2 separate regions of the Sus scrofa genome follow, and region 1 is linked to region 2. The links are chromatin contacts, called in public promoter capture Hi-C maps. All regions are on one chromosome and are shown on one strand. The core of a region is the stretch at or near the end of the contact, and the rest is flanking DNA. Distances in the headings are between cores, read along the strand shown.

Region 1 (3,026 bases), core at 485-2,984, 350 kb before region 2:
ACTACTCTGGACAAGAACAGCAGGCAGATGGGGGCTAAGCTGCCAGGTCTATAAGCCAGGGGCTGACATGTGCCCAGAGGGACCCTCAGAGGCGGTATGATTTCCATCAGATGAGGCATCAGTGCATGTAAACAGCTCTTTGGGAAATGGTATAAGTTCAAGACACTTGTAATTCAACTCAATACCTCTGCTGAGGCAAAGGATGATTGTGTCTGAAGCACCCGGTAGGTGGAGGAACCCTTCCAGGGCCAGCCGCTCTGTTGGGAGAGACTCTTCACGCCCAGTAAGGACAAGGCAACAAGCCTGGGGGAAGTGCTGAGGAGCAAACACTGTGCAAGCGTCATGGGAACTCAGAAGACGCAAGCATTACGGGATGGCCAAGGTTAAGGCAAAGAGATCGCAGAGAAAACTCTGTAATAAAGAGGTGGCTCCTGACAGGGGCATGATCCGAAGGATGACTAAGACGTTCCAGGCAGTGACTGCAAAGAAGCCAGTCCTGGAAGAGCAGTGGGAGATGGGCCCGAATGAGGACCAGGCCACAGTGATGCTGGCAGTGGGTCCAGGAATCTGCAGCATCACCTACATTGATAAGGAGCCAGGAGGCTCTTGAAGAGGGTGAATGTAGAACCGCAAAGGCCCATCAGTCCTGCTAATGAAAACCAAAACAACAGAAAAGAGGGAGAAACAAATAGAGAAACACCAGATTGTGATGCCAACACAACTGGTTCCCAAAGAGAAGGCCAAGGTGGCTTTCTAAACAGCCTGGCCACAGGCCTGTTGGGAAGCTTTGGCCAGCTGCACCCAGGTCACCTCCCTGCACCAAGGAGGAGCTGCCAAAGACGAACCCCTGGAGCAGAGCCCATCTGTCACCATGGAAGCGATTCTGCCACTCAGGACACAGAAGCATTAACGGCAAGGCACTATCCCCAGCTTAGCCAAAGTGAGTGAGACAGCTGAGAGCAAGACTTTTATAAGATGCTTAAAGGATGTATTAATTCCCACACTTTAAATAATTAGATCTGTGTGATGCTTTGTTTGAGACCCCGGAAACAAGAGACTGTCCTGGTAGGTCCAAAAACACGTGTGCTAGAGTGGCCCCCAATGCAGTGAGCACAGAATGAAGCAAAGAAGCAGAAGTGCAGAATGGCCAGACACTACCAAAGAAGAGGCCGATGTGTTCAGGTCTCGTGGACAGGAAAAGCAAGTCTTTTAAATCTCATCTCCACACAGCAAGCGCTCGCCTTCAAAAGAGAATATAAAGCCTTACAAATCTCTGTAATCTGGGTAAAGACCAAGACTTTGGAACTCTGTAACTGAGGAACTCTGGAACACACTATGTGTCAATCAACCAATACTTATTCGAAAGTATTTTTTTGGCTGTGCCTTCAAGCATATAGATACCCTGGGCCAGGGATCGAACCCGAGACATAGCAGTGACTACGTCAAGAGAACTACCTTAAAAATAGGAATTCTTAAAAGAACTCTAGGCATCAACAGCAACATGCAATAAATAGTCTGCTCTCTGTCATTTCCTATAGAAATGTTTGTTGTAAATACACAAAATAAAACAAAACAAAAGAATAAGCACAAGATCACGACTTCCACCATCCTGTTAAACCGATACATAGTGACTGGAAGAGCAGATTTATTTTATTAGAAAGCAGTCCTTCACCAGGGTTAAAACTGAGCATGTCTTGGGTTGGCACCAAAACCCACGTGGCAGTGCCAACATGCTGGCATCTGTCATGCCTGCTGTTGCCACCATGAAGGTGGAGAGAGTCCTTGGGACTTTCTAAAACAAAGAGCTAGGCCATCTGGAGAAAAATCCATGAAAATCATCTGGGGTGACCCTGGGAAGGGTGATTTGGCTGAAGGAGGGATGAACACAGAGAACTAAAAGCAGAGTATGAGAGAGATGGACAAAGCCTAAAGCACCTATGATGCGAGAGCCAGCATCTCGGGCCCAAAAGCACTGAAAATCAAATGGCACCTTTAGTAGGACTTTCAGAGAGAGAACCATGGGCTTCTTACTATTTTCCCTGCCTAGACAAGCAGCCCAGCCCCCCCCCCACACATATGCACGCACTCCAGGTCATGTCTGAATGCAATTTTTAAACTGAACCAAGAAGAACTCTGGCCCTTTGGATGACCTCAGTCTAACACACACAATCATCTTCTGCGCAACCACTTTCCAGGAAGCAGGGAGTCCCAAAAGGGTAACGCAAGGTTTGCCAAAAATAAGAGGGAGAACATCCTATACTATTTGGCAAAAGAAGGAAACCAGAAAACAAATATGCATTATGAGAAAACACTCTGCAAGCTGGTTTTTCACCATGGGCTATGTGGAGAATTTATAATTAGATTAGTTGAGCAAACAAGACACTGCAATTTCTTATCATTTTCCCCAGTCAGCCCTTATGTGGGTGATAATGTTGATGCCAAATTATAAACATTTGGCCCAGTGAAACTTTTTTTTTGTCTTTTCAGGGCCACACCCACAGCATATGGGGGTTCCCAGGCTAGGGGTCGAATTGGAGCTGTAGCTGCTGGCCTACACCACAGCCACAGCAACGCAGGATCTGAGCTGGGTCTGAGACCAACACCACAGCTCACGGCAACACCAGATCCTTAACCCACTGAGTGAGGCCAGGGATCAAACCTTCAACTAGTCATATTTGTTTCTGCTGAGCCTCAATGGGAACTCCAAGGCCCGGTGAAACTTCAAAAAATCTCAAACCACGTGTTGCTTTCCATGCCAACCTGCATACCCAAATGACCCAGAATAAAAAGAAGAGCTACAGAGGAAAACAGGGACTACTGTCACATTACCACAGTGACCTACAATAAGAACCAAGCAGTCTTTTGTTTGTTTGTTCTTAATGGCCAGCACAGCAGTCCAAGGGGAAAGGCCACAGCAGATCTGTGGTCCATCTACGCTCAGCCTGGGTGGCAGACAACCAAGAGCAGGGCCTGGTGACGAACATGTGACTGCAGTACCTGGACACCCCTCCTTGTTGGGCTGTGAC
Region 2 (3,029 bases), core at 277-2,776:
CAAAAACAAAAACAACAGCAACAGAAACAACCCCGTAGGAACATCTTTAAGCGATTACTCAGGGCCCGGCTGACAGTTACACGTGGGTTGCGTCAGTCCCGTGTACACACGCGTTCAGCCATGTTTAAACCGATTGCATCAACTTCGAAACCGGCCCGCCCGCCGGCGCCTGGAGAGGGGGCAGGAGGAGAGGCAGAGTTTATCATTCATCTGTACACATAGACATTTCTTCTTTAAATAACACCACGGGCGGGCGCCTCATCTGCATGTGCGGTTGGTTTGGACAAAAATATAGATATATATAATAAAATATTAAAATTACCGACGAGCTCCCCGCGCTGCCAAGTGCCCCAGTGCCAAAGTTTTGCCGGCGCCACTGGGGGCGGGGGCGGGAGCGCGGGCGCTTCCCGGAGTCACTGTGGCCGCGGCGCGCCCGGCAGCGCGGAGGCCGGCGGGCCGGCAGGGGGACGCGCGCGGGGGCCGCGCTAGCAGTGGCCGGAGGAGGCGAGCAGGGGCTCGGGCAGCTGCTTGAACAAGTTCCGCAGGGTGCTGAGCTCGCGCGACAGCTGCTCCACCTTCTTCTGGAGCCGCTCGTTCTCGGCCGTGAGCTCCAGGACCTTATGCTGCGTCTCCAGGTTGCGCATCTTGGCCTTGTCGCGGCTCTTGCGCACCGCGATGTTGTTGCGCTCACGCCGGATCTTGTACTCGTCGCTGTGCTTATCCACGGTCTTCTTGGTCTTACTCTTGACCTGCGAGGGCGCCGGCGCCGCCCCCGCGTAGCAGGCGGCTGGGGGCGCCTTGGCGTCGGCGGGGCTCGGCGTGCCGGGCGGGCTGGACGACGAGGATGTGGACAGGCTCCCGCTGCTGCCGCTCGGCACCGCCTGGTAGCCGAGGTAGGCGCGCAGCGCATACGGGAAGCCAGCCGCCATGCCTGCGGCGCCGCCGCCCGGCGCTCCGGCCTCCTCCTTCCGCTTGCAGTCCGCGGGCTCGAAGCCCGGCTCCGCCTTGAGCTCGGCCGGCTGCGGCGGCGGCGGCGGGGGCGGCGGGTGTAGGGGCGCGAAGCAGCCCGGGTGCAGCGCGTTCTTGGCGGCCCCCAGACGCCCCAGGCTCACGTAGCCGTATTCGGCCGCCTTCTTGCAGTTCTTGCCCCCGTAGTCGTCGGAGAAGAGATCGGAGAGGAAGTCGTGGTGCTGCCCGGAGGAGGCGGGCGCGGGGGCGGGCGCGGGCGGAGCCGCCTCGAAGGTGTCGGTGGCCGTGGCCGGCGCCGGGGCCTGCGGCGCGCCCAGCGGCTCCAGGTATGGGCTGAAGTCGATGGCGCGCTCGTGGTCACCGATGCTACCCAGCTCGCCGGCGGGGGGGCGCGGCCCGGGTCTGGCCGCGGGGGGCGCCGCGGGGGCCGCCTTGCCGCCGTACGCAGCAGCCAAGCAGTCCGCCTCGTAGTAGAAGTTGGCCACTTCCATGGATTTAAAGGCAGGCGGCGGCGGCAGGGGGAGACATGCTGGGTCCCAGGCCACCAGGCGTTGCATGAACGCGGGTGCCCGGGGAGGGGGCCTGGGGCTGCCCGCTCCGGCCGGCCCGCAGGTGGCGCGGCCTCCTGGCTCCGAACTGTCGCTGCTGTGTCGCTGCTGCTGCTGTTGCTTTTTCCGCTGGATTGGCCGCTATTAGTGCGGGGGCTGGTAGCTGGACCCTCGGGTGGGTCCCCTTCCCGGTCCCGTGCGCGGCTCTGACTCGCTAAAGTTTCTCCAGAGCCCGGTTATTTATAAGGCGGGCCATGGCAACGGCTGCGTCACGCCTGGCGGCCGCCCCAACCCCTCCCCGGGCACGCAGAGGACACGCTGTGGCCGCCCGAGACCCCCGGCAGGGCGGCGGTGGGGCACCGTGACCTGACTGAAGATCTGGAGCGCGCCCTTGGGGGGTCCTCCGGCTTCGGGGGCCGCCACACGCCCCCTGCCCACCCCCACCCTTCGGACTCAGGATTGGAAGCGAGAAGAGGCGCGAACCCGCCCCCGGACCGCCCCCTCTGGGCTGGAGGCTGTACTAGAAGGGAGGGGGGAATCCGGGGAGGGGGCGACGCCATCGCCTTCCCCCACCCTAAACGCGGCCGCGGCCCGCCCCCTGCTGGAGGAGGCCGTGGCTTCAAGATCAGCGGCTCTCAGCCCCAACTCCTTAAGGAGGGGACGCGCCCCAGGCGGGATCCTGGAGACCCCAAACCCCTGCTCTGGCTATTGGAGAGGTAGCCCATCTCCAAAGCCCTTCCAGGGCCCGGCCCCGCCCCTAAACTTGCCCTCGTCCCCAACTTTTGGAAGGAGAGGATTTCACGCCTATAGGGACTTCTCTCCTAAATGCGAAGACTTGTGGTTGGGGGCTTTGGGAGTGCAAGTCTGGAGCAAGCTCCACTGGAGCATCTGCCAGGGGCCCGACCTTGCCCCTCTCCTAGCCCTGCCCAGCACAGCCGCCCGCCCCCTCAGACCACACCCGGGTATTCTCCAGCCCCACCCCACTCCCACTTGGGCACCCAAAGTGTAGAAGGGGGTGTAGGTGCTAAGCTCTGACATTACTGTGTCACCTTGCGCAGGTCACTTAGCTAACCTTCAATCCTTGAAGGTCTCAAAACTTATTATTAGTTGTATTATTGTCTCCACCACAGACTCCCAAACATAAGGCTTTCTGCTCTAAGATGCACAGCAGAGAGAAGGGCCTCTCCCAGGGTGTAAAGAGGCCCAGAGGGGGCATAGCACACCCCAGGTCAGATGGCCTCATGTCCCCCACTATTCTCAAAGAAAAGCCCTGGTCCCTACACTCTCAGACCTATTTGCCACCAGAAGGCCAAAACACCTGTTTCTGAGGCTTGTGCGAAAGGAGTTCTGCCAGGCCCCAGTGGGGGCTATGCAGAGAGAAGGGACTCCCCTGTTTTTCCCAGGCACCTACTGTGTGATGTGGGCGGACCTGGCCCCAGAGTTTGCATTTTCACCCTGTGGAGACAATGCACTTACTCCCCTGGTTCAGAGATGGGGAAACAAGGTGACCCA

Evidence for each region. Promoter capture Hi-C pulls out the DNA fragments that hold promoters and counts their contacts.
Region 1: a promoter capture Hi-C map of fetal liver shows a contact between it and region 2, with 5 times the contacts expected there. The contact joins the enhancer-like site here to the promoter of CEBPB in region 2. A contact is called at or near these places in 3 of 5 promoter capture datasets (fetal liver, fetal skeletal muscle and liver), 23 of 47 Hi-C or Micro-C datasets (alveolar macrophages, brain, embryonic fibroblasts and 13 more) and 2 of 2 datasets of contacts at active chromatin or transcription factors (alveolar macrophages and skeletal muscle).

Annotation. Positions count from the first base shown.
Region 1 is chr17:52,073,184-52,076,209 of Sscrofa11.1, reverse strand. The region is part of intron 4 of PTPN1 (protein tyrosine phosphatase, non-receptor type 1); the gene reads right to left. Among named protein-coding and RNA genes, the nearest start is that of PTPN1, 58 kb to the right of the region's middle. Within about 2 kb of position 1,734, at least 9 of the 83 cell types and tissues checked have an H3K27ac peak or open chromatin away from gene starts, as enhancers often do. A contact at or near this core is called in fetal liver and liver, where this site is marked.
Region 2 is chr17:51,721,130-51,724,158 of Sscrofa11.1, reverse strand. It overlaps CEBPB (CCAAT/enhancer binding protein (C/EBP), beta), which reads right to left and starts at 1,526. Exons shown (of 1, transcript NM_001199889.1): 1 at 486-1,526. The coding sequence starts at 1,526. The coding sequence ends at 486.